2 separate regions of the Mus musculus genome follow, and region 2 is linked to region 1. The links are chromatin contacts, called in public Hi-C maps. All regions are on one chromosome and are shown on one strand. Each heading gives the region's core, a stretch centred on a gene start, on an enhancer-like site or on the middle of the called end of the contact. The rest is flanking DNA. Distances are from core to core; before and after follow the strand shown.

Evidence for each region. Hi-C and Micro-C count contacts between places; a contact is called where the count stands out from the background.
Region 2: a contact with region 1 is called in a Hi-C map of pancreatic cancer cells, with 3 times the contacts expected there. The contact joins two enhancer-like sites. A contact is called at or near these places in 1 of 15 datasets of contacts at CTCF or cohesin (embryonic stem cells), 69 of 484 Hi-C or Micro-C datasets (the AML12 cell line, the C2C12 cell line, the HL-1 cell line and 33 more), 9 of 115 datasets of contacts at active chromatin or transcription factors (astrocytes, a beta-TC-6 cell line, craniofacial prominence and 5 more) and 1 of 9 other capture datasets (adipose tissue).

The regions. Positions count from the first base shown.
Region 1 is chr5:13,414,184-13,419,294 of GRCm38.p6, forward strand. All of the region lies in intron 1 of Sema3a (sema domain, immunoglobulin domain (Ig), short basic domain, secreted, (semaphorin) 3A), which reads left to right. Among named protein-coding and RNA genes, the nearest start is that of Sema3a, 17 kb to the left of the region's middle. Within about 2 kb of position 3,363, at least 20 of the 459 cell types and tissues checked have an H3K27ac peak or open chromatin away from gene starts, as enhancers often do. A contact at or near this core is called in neural progenitor cells, neural stem cells and pancreatic cancer cells, where this site is marked.
Region 2 is chr5:13,626,708-13,631,695 of GRCm38.p6, forward strand. No RefSeq gene overlaps it. Among named protein-coding and RNA genes, the nearest start is that of Gm6647, 140 kb to the right of the region's middle. Within about 2 kb of position 2,219, at least 51 of the 459 cell types and tissues checked have an H3K27ac peak or open chromatin away from gene starts, as enhancers often do. A contact at or near this core is called in neural progenitor cells, neural stem cells and pancreatic cancer cells, where this site is marked.

The DNA of each region.
Region 1 (5,111 bases), core at 2,113-4,612:
AAGTTCAGAGGTGACAATGAGTTCTTAATTATGCTACGGTGTGCAATTGAGCATAAAGAAAAAGGGTTTAACAGGGAATGAAAATTAACCTGAATGCAAGGCTATCCATTTTGCAGGGTTGAATGCAGAAGGGCTTTCCAGTAGAACCATACTGTGTGTAGCCATGAGGCAATTAATAGCTACACAGTACCTGACAAGCAGAAAATGAATTGTACATTACACAGAGAGGAACAGCAGACTACAAGGTGATGTGTCCAGTTTAGGAAATCCAGTTGTAACTCCTTAGAATCTTTGTTCATTTCCCTAAAGAGTGCTAGGATTGTTTGTAGTGCTGTGCAGTGATAAACTAGCACATATATGCAAGTCATCTGCTTTGCCTAACTTAGCTTACTTTTCATGAGAAAGATAGGCAGCATGGCAAAACACATATAATTGGTTATATGTGGAGAGCAATGTGTCCCAAGCAGGTACTATGAGAATTCAGAATACTTAGATATCACAGCTGGGAGAAACATCAGCAATGTGTTTGTGTGAGCTGAGTATTTGTGAGGACAACACAGGACCTTTTGTTATCTGTAGAAGGAGAAAGGTAGAATGAAAAAAAGAACATTCTAGAAGAAAAAAGTAGCATAAGTAAGAAGGTACGGAAGTGACAAAGGCCTCTCATGACACGTTTAGTATGTCTGTTACTAGACATATTGAACAACTCCAGGTCAGATTGGTTGAAAGACAGACTGGACAACTAACCTTGGGCAAGTAAGTAATTTTTCTCATCTGAGCCCATGCATGTCACAAAAGATATACTCAATCACTATTCACTTTTTTAACATTTAGTTTTCACTGAAAGTAACTAAACATGCCAAAATATTGTCATAAGGCTTACGTTTAATCATCACATTTAATTACAAAGCATAAAGTTTGGAACCGTCATCTTGTTCAAATCAGTAGACCACTCTAGTTAAGTAGGAAGAGAATGCTAGTAACTCCAGACAGTTAAACTCAGTCCAGAACATCATTTGCAGTGTGTGGATATTAATAGGCTATGGTTGATCAGTTAAATATTAAACACAAGTAGAAAAGTATAAGGGTGCTTTGAAATATAAGCAATCGGGTCAAATGATAGAAGTGCAAATGGCTTTATAAGGATAACGAAAAGATGAGCAAGGTATTATTCACTCACCTTGTGAGTTAAGAGCTGAGGATGGAAAGAAAGATGTAAGGAAGATACACAAAGTATTCAGTGTGATGTAAGCAACGTGGTAAATATAAAGACTATACTTAATTGTTAGATACTCATAATCAATGAATACACCTTTGAAAGAAAAATATAATGCATTGTTCTTAGAATAAACTGGGATTTATTAAGTTTTAATAAATTTTAGCATATGCCATAATTTCATTAAATTTGATTTACAGTTGAGATTATATGAAAGAATATGTTGTTTCTTTCATTCCAGAAGGAGATCACTTTATCTCATGCAATAAAATATGAGATACTAAAGCCAAGGGACTAAGATAATCACTTCGTACAATTTTTTTTAGGGAAACAGTGCTTGGCTGATTGAAGAACACCAGGCTCAGGGATCCTATGGCAAGATGGATTATGACATTGTCCTCTGATATATCAGGAATACCCATGAACCTGGTATTCTCATTGTCTCCAGATACCATAGTTCTAAAGACAGTCACCTGAGTACCTGTGCATTCTTTCACTTTCCCACACATGACTCATACACAAGTATTAGCTGGGCATCAGTGACTCACACTCTTTTAATGCTTGAACAGACCTTTTGTTTGGGTGCTTTTAATAATAGAAGATGATCCTAGAGTCATCTCTAAGAAACTTGGTGGCTCCACTGACATAGCTATATTTTAAGGCCCAAACTAGGAATTACTATGAAACAATGAAAGAAAGTTTAGACTGGCAACATTTTCCCCATTTCTGAATGGTTTCTTTTACTACTAAAAATGAAGGTACACACACCAAACTTAGCACATGCTACTAGCATAAATGATTCCAGATCAGGCTCCCAAAAATCACATCAAAACCATTTCTCTCAGCTCACAAAGTAATATGGCAATAGTGGCTTAGAAGTGTGAGTGAAGTACATATGTGACAGATCACTTGTGGGCCAGAACCCCCTTCAGTGTCTGTAGATAACTCTACTTCTTGCACAGGACCATTAAATTGTAAATTGTCTGCTCTTTCCTTACACATTTACTATTGCCTTTCTTTGACTATCATGTCTGCGACTTTGGAAGCCATTTTAAACAACCATTCTAGAATTCTAATAGACTTTCTGGCAACCACCAGTTTTCATGCCATCTTTAATTAATAAGCATGCTTATGTATCTTAGATGCTAATACATGACTTTTTTTGATAGGTATACATTAAACTCATGGTATGTTTCCCATTAAATGCAGGAAGAGAGAACTGTCATGGGAGAAATGCCAGTGAAAAACATATTTATACTCCTCTGTTCTTTACTCCAATAATGGGTATTCTTTTTTTTTTTTTTGACTTTGGCTGTTCATCTTATTTAAATTTTTTGCTATTCACACTAATTTAGCCTTTATTTAAATTGTATCGGCAATTTACCACATACCACAGGATAACTTCTTAATGTGCATTTTGTACCAAGATTTGTATCAACTGAAATATAAGAACTGTGCCCTACATCATTTATGCAATCCAGAAAACAAGATACACATTGTAGTCTGTAAAAGGGAAAACTAAGCTGAAAGAATACTTTAGAGAACAACACTGTGAGTTTTAATACAAAGTCACCTGTTTCAGCTTTTGTGTGTTTACCATTTCCTGTGCTAAATACAGGGATAAAGTGATAGTGGTACTAGGAAGCTGGGAGGCTTGTTAGTGGTGGTGAATCACTATGACCATAAATAAAAGCTGCCATAAAACTTCAGAGCATTCCATCACTGGGCATGCAAAGTTCACACAGAGACTGCTTTCTCTGCCTACCTCCTTACATTCAGAGTCCACCAGCAGGCTTTTAATAGTACATGTCCGTCCAATCCAGCATTCAACAGGTTTCTTTAATCAGATTAATGGGTATGACAGTTTACAAGTAGGGGAAGCTTGCTATAAGCTTCCAAACAAAACATTGTTAGCTACCATTGAGAAATGCAACCTCATTCCTCTGCTTGACTTATCACAACCTTTAACACACACACACACCACACACACACGGACACAGACATGAAGAACCTTTGACATGTCCAAAAGGAAATGTCTGTTTTGGATCCTAGAATCAGATTTCCAAGTCCCAAAGTCTGCTGATTACTAACCTTGCCTCTGCATGGTCTATGGATGTGCATTCCACAAACACAAAAGAAAGCTGACTCAGGCTGATCACTCACTAGGACAGTATAATGTGGGATTAGTTGGACAATTGTTCTCTGTCTCCTTTACTTGGTGTGGTGGATATTCCCTACTGCTGATGAACACTGTGGTTTGAACTAAAACCCGAAAACAGTTGTCTTTAAGCTTTGAAGCTAAAAACATAGCTCCCATGTTGTTTCCTCTGCTCTAAACGATGATGATGATTTGAAAATATCAACAATTACCACTTTGTGATCACTTTATGGTCAGAAATACTGCTGACATTTTCCTGTGAATACCATGTAATAGACACAGCACATCTGTGTAGAAACTTGTTTCCATGCAGAAACAAGGGTGCACAATGGGAAAAAAGAATGGAGAAAAGCTAGAACTTTCTTTTGCATTGGACTCTACTATCCATTCTTTAAATCAATGTTCTGTTTGAAGAAGTATTTCAGACACTCAAATAACTGTTCAAAGGCTGCGGTGCTGTAGTTATATAGAGTCATTAGGGTAGAAAAACGACCTTTAGCAAGTTTGAGAGTCTTGTCTTTAAAGTCTTAAAAATTAAGCAGGAGACACTAAATATTTCAGAAAATATTATACTTTAAAGAAGTTATGTAAAGATTGTTTTATTTTCTTAGAGTAACATTTAGATTGGTAACTCGATATCATTATAAAAATGAAAACACCTGTAGACTAGAGACTACGGAACTGGAGAGATGGCTCACTAGTTAAGAGCACTGGTTGCTCTTCCAGAAGATGCAGGCTTGATTCCAAGATGCCACATAACAGCTGACAATTGTCTGCATGTCCCAGGGAATCTTACACCTTCCTCAAGTCTCCACAGGCATTAGATGCATGTGGTACGCAGATATGTATGAAAACAAAATATAGACTCAAAAATAAAATTTAAAACAGAATATGAATTATAGTAAACTAAATTAAAATATCTAAGAAGACCAAGTCTATTCTAGAAATTTACTCATTATTATGACTTAGAAAATGATATGGATTCTTATAAAATTATTTTACAAAATGTTATAACATTTTTAAAGCATATATAGTAAATGACATGTCATTACTTATCTATATTTATGGAAACAAAAGAATTCTATATACATGAATTTTTCCAAAGACAAAGTTCTAGCCTCCTTTTAGATGTTTATTGTGTTTTAAAATTTTTAAATCATTCTTATAGACCTCAAGAAGTTTTATTAAAAACTCAGTAGAAAGATGTATATCATGGTTGATTCATAAAAACAACAAATAAAGATATTCCAATCAATTTATTCAGGGCAGGTAAGCTCCTTTCCAGCTTGTGCCTTTCCACCCAGCATTGCTGGCACATGGACCACGTTCATGGAACTGCTTTGATGCTGGTCATATATTTCTTTTGAGTTTAGTTCTCTCATCTGAAATTCTACATAAGTTTAATATTAACCAGATGAGCAATTGTAGCATATAATTAGACCTAGAATATTAGCAGACTACATCTGACCACAGAATTTCAGGACCTCAGGACTTATTTGCCTCTTTGAATTGTAAAGCTACAGCTTTTTGTGACTCAGGGTTCCCTTTCTGGATTGGGTGTACCAATCTTAGATTTTGTAGGCTTGGGTGCTTTGGGCTCATCTCAGACTCACTCCTCTCGTCTTCTCCTATTCAGTTTAAGTCATAGAACTTTTAATTTTCTCATTACTGTGAAAACATACTTAACAAAAGCATCTTATGGAAGGAAGGTTTTGTGTTGGCTTATGGTGTGACCTT
Region 2 (4,988 bases), core at 969-3,468, 210 kb after region 1:
TGTGCCTGCACAGTGACTGAATCTGTGACACCTTGCTGATAATCAGAGTCCTTGAGGATTTACAATGTAGCCTTTGTCTCTCACTAGCTTCCTTTTCCCCAGCCTCTTATTTTAAGGGATAAGGGAAGTTTTAATAAAGAGCTGTGTGGGTGACCTTACAAAGTAAGCGAACATGGGCCACAAAAGGAAAATTAGCTTGCTTGCATGCAGCAAGCCTAATGTTAGAAACTTGGCCTTCCAGGTTCCCAGAGCAGATGTACTCAGCAATGCAGACTCTACACTACAGAAACCAACAGAAACCCCAGAACCGTGATTTGTTAATTTAGAATGAGAAATCAGTCTGATAGAAGAAGAAAGGAACTCAGCAACAGGATTGAAATGCTGTAGCTCCATGAACCATAATTATTTGAAGCGTCAGTATGTCTTTAAATAAAGAAATATTGAATTTGTACAGCGTATCTTAGTTAATTGTAAGGTTGTAGACAGCAGTTTTCTTCCCCCAGGCTGTACCATGGAAGTACAGTGAGGAAGATAATAAATAAAACAACTCATAAATTCAGAAACGTATGAAACCATTTGACTGAATAATGTCCCTGTAAATTCCTCTCCTGAGAACTTTTGGTTTTGTCAGGAAGCAGATTTGGGGACCAAGTGCTTGGGTTCAGAAGAGCAGAGTCCATAGAGAGGCACATGGAGAAGGGACCGTGGGGGACGGAAAGATCCAGTGATCAGAGCTCTGCTTCTGTAAGGTCAAGAATTCCAGAAGCCACCAGATGCTTGCAGAAGCAGAGAAGAGCTGTGCCCAACAGCTTCAGTCTTGAAGACCATCTTCTCATCCCCTTGGTTCCAGACTTGCAGTCTCCACCACTCTGAGAGAATGTGTTTTCCTTCTATGTTGTCTTACCATTTGATGGAATTATTTGCTAAGGCCATGCTGGGAACAAACACATTAATCATTCAATATAGTGAAGAACCACGAAGACAATGTTTTGATAAGAAGTAAATAATGTTTATTGTTTTGTTTGAATAAAAACAACCTCCCACACACACACACACACAGACTTGCACGCACATGCACACACACGCATGTGCGTGCAGGGGCCTATGATAAATCTGATGAATGTCCAAGACAGGAGTAACAGCAGCGACATTTGGAGACAGAAACAAGGTCCGTTTCTGGAGCCACCTCCACCATGGCGCTGGAACTCAGTGGGCTGTGCTTAGGCAGAAGTTGGCCGGGTAGAGAAGAGTTCACGATGCATACAACATGGGACATTATGCAAACTCGTGTGCCAGAAATTAAAAAAAAAAAAAAAAAAGTAAAAGGTACACTTCGCCTGATTTAGGATTTTGAAAATTCCCCACAGCTGCTGGGGGAGGAGAGTATTTAAGTACACTGGGCTCTTAGGTGAGCAGCTTTGCCCCATTAGCACGTAAACTTGGAGTATGTGCACAATGCAATGCCCAGGTGTCTAGCTCTATTTGTAGCACATTTTGGTATCAATTAGAAAGCAGAAGGCAGAAGGGGGAGCCTTAGAGGAGGAAGATATGGATCCTACGTGGTTGCCATGGGCTGAAGACCACCTCTTCCTTAAAGCGCACCCTCCCTCACTAACAGTCGCCGCTTTTCTAGGCAGAAACATGGCAGAAGGCTATGATTCACTGTCTATCGACCACTATTGTTGCAATTGCCTTGGAAACGGATTATTCTAGAGAATGTTTGCCTCTTCATTGTTTAGTCTGTTTCTCACAGAAAGACAAAATTGACTAGGCTAATTTTCTGAGATAAGGATATCTGAGCACTTAAGATTTCCTTAGAAACACGAAAAAGAAAGAAGAGAGTCGAAAAACTGCCACCATGTGTCTTCTTCCAGGAATGAGATCTTTCTGTTATAAAGTTAAACAATTACATTACCTGCATAGAAAACCTTCTGTGCAAAGACCGAAATGGATAGGTGATGATTTCCTCGTTCTACTAATAACAAGTAATGATGCAGACATTAAAGGCACTGGATCGTGCTCAATGACGTTTCCACCACATACAGGGAAGAGTAGTAGCCAAAAGGTGGCTTTTTACTCTAACATAGATCATCAAAAGGCATCCCCTGTCCTCCCTCCAGTTAAAAACGCAAAGTTCTCTAGAGCAGTTGTGCTCACCCGGGGAGCTCGCACTCATCAGGTCATTGTGAATACAGGAAAGAGGAAATTGCGTCTCAGCCAGCTTGACACAGACGCGAACAGGGCAGCTTTCTTATTGCTTAAGCATACAATGCGGTGTGTTCAGGTACACTGCAGTTTCTTTCTCACAAAGAGCCAATCCAGCCCGAACGGTGAGGGAAGACGCTGCTGGAGGAGGATTTATTGAAATGCTGTACATCTTGAAAGGATTACGTGCACCTGCACATAAAGAATCTCAACGGCTTTAGACACACGGGCTAAAGGCGCCGTCTTTATTACACTTCTTTCAAGTGTGCATACTTGACTGATAATCTGGACAAGTTTCAAGTGCTCAGGGTCAGTGCCGAGGAGCAAGCGCGCCACCTACTGGTCAATATGGTCAGGACCCACCAGAAAGCCTTCAGACTACGTGGGGGCGAAAGGACCAAAGTGAAGAAGAGATCATTTCTTTAAAGCTGAGTTACAGAAATTGTGAAAAGTGGCAGTTTCCCCCAGGTTTTTATCCCATTTTCAATTCCATGAAATTAGATAAAACTTCACTGTAAAAAATAAATTGGGAAGAAGAGGTAAAGGAGAAAAAAAGATGTCTTTTTTCAGAACATTTACAGGAAAATTCTCATTTACAGTAAGAGTGCTTTTTTATTGTTGTTGTTGTCGTTCCCTTCTTCAAACTATTTCTATTTCCTTATAAGTCACTTTAACTAAATTAGCTGTTAAGCAACGTGGAAAAACTGGATAGCTAAAACGTCGTGTTCTCTATGCAAGCACATTAATTTAAATTGAGGCAAGCATATATTAAAATATAACAAAGTTTAATAGATTTGTTATTGCTCAAGTATTTTGATTAACTTTTCTTTTGCTTAAAATATTATACTTATGTAAGATAGTTTTCATACTTCATTTTTAAATTCTTGAGATGGAATCTTTAATAATTTACTTTAAGAAACTATATATTTAAAATTGTTTTTTAAATAATTATCTTGACATATTTCTACATAATCTGCATATATTTTACTCCTATCTATGCTGACTTGCAGAGCTCACACTTAGGAAGTAGTGAAAATTTCCATGACTACTAAGATGTAGGAGGCTGTAACTGTAGGCCTTCCTAGACCTCCCTCCAAGGACCTGTGGCTCCACATGTCAGCTGCTAGCCTCTTCAGGTCCCCACCAGCTGCAACACACTGAGCGTCCTCAGGCTCGTCCAGCCTGACATTATCAGAGGGAGAAGAATGGTCCCAGACAGAACTGCAAGGGCCAAGGATTGCCTCCTACTGTTTAGTTCAATAGGCCAGCTTAGCTTTTGAAGTTCCTGTCAGTTCGCTGAGCCAGAATTCGCTCTCTGTCTAGACTTGCTCTTCTTCCCTTCTCGCTTGTCCCCTGTGAAGGATAAGGCCAGTTTCCCTAGGCATCTCCTGCAGGTAAATACCACCTCAGCGAGAAGACAGGTGGAGCCTGTGATGTCAAGACCACCTCTTTTTGTTCTACTCTCTTCTATGGAAAGACCATAGTTCTTAATTTCATTCAAATATTTTCATCTATTAAAATGTAATCAAATACATCATAGATTTTTCTAAAATAAAAATGATACAAACTGTATGCTTTTTCCCTCAAGTGTAATTTATATCATTGGAATATTTTACCCAATCCTATATGTATAGGCATGTGTGTATATTGATGCTTTCATAGATGGTTTATTTTATGAAAGTGATGTTTTAACTTCTATTTATTGCAACTATAGAATGTTGATGTCTAATATAAGCAGATGCTGAGAAAGCGTTGTGTGTCACAAAGGAAAATACGCTCTGAATAATTTTAAATGATTTACTGACCTTTGCCAATTATATGGTGACTTGAGAGAGAGAGAGAGAGAGAGAGAGAGAGAGAGAGAGAGAGAGAGGGAGAGGGAGGGAGAGAGAGAGAGAGAGAGAGAGAGAGAGAGAGAGAGAGAGAGAGAGAGAATATCTGGATTTCAAAATGGGAGTAAAATGCCCTCTAGTGGTTAAGATTTTAATAAAGCAAGCTTTACTTATAAATATTAAACTCATTTACCTAAAAGAATTAAGCATGCTCTGGAAGCTCTGCCTGGCCAATCTGCAGTGGCAGACAGGGCTACCATGGGAGGCCCCTTCTGTGGGACACTGCAGTGTAAATTAAATAGATCCCATAAAGAGAACAATGAAATAGTTTTATACTTAGTAGATGAAATAATAACACAATGATTATTCTTAGAGAAAAGTAATGGATAATTTGTTTTATATACTTATTTATTTGGATGCTATTAATTCCTTCGCTTCTAGCATCTGCATTTTGATCTATATTTCTGAAGACTAACACTGGTTTTCTTTTCTGCTATTAATTTGCTTGGAAGCTTTGAAGAGGAAGAGTGAAGAGAAACTTCAAATCTATGAGCATTCTCAGCACGCCACTGCCTCATGAGAGGTGTCTTAGAATGCTAGTTGGTACACGCGATGGGGAGTTTTGTATTCATTTCTGTCAGCGTTGTAAAACAACAAAAAAGAAAGTCATTGTATTAAGTTTAGAAAGACTTAAAAGCACATGATAGTTCTGAGCTTTCCTCTCTCTAAGCATAATCTGGTTACTAGACAGAAACTTCCTGGATGTCTGCAGTCTAGTCAGGTGAACATCCCACCAAAGGAAGATGATACACAAGAGCTGAGGCCCTCCGAGACCCCACTGCCCCACCACTGGCAAATCTTGGCCTCTAAATTCAGTTAGATTAGATTCTGCCTATTGCTTGTCTCTCTGGCAACTTCATTCTCTCCAACAACATATACAATAATAAAAGT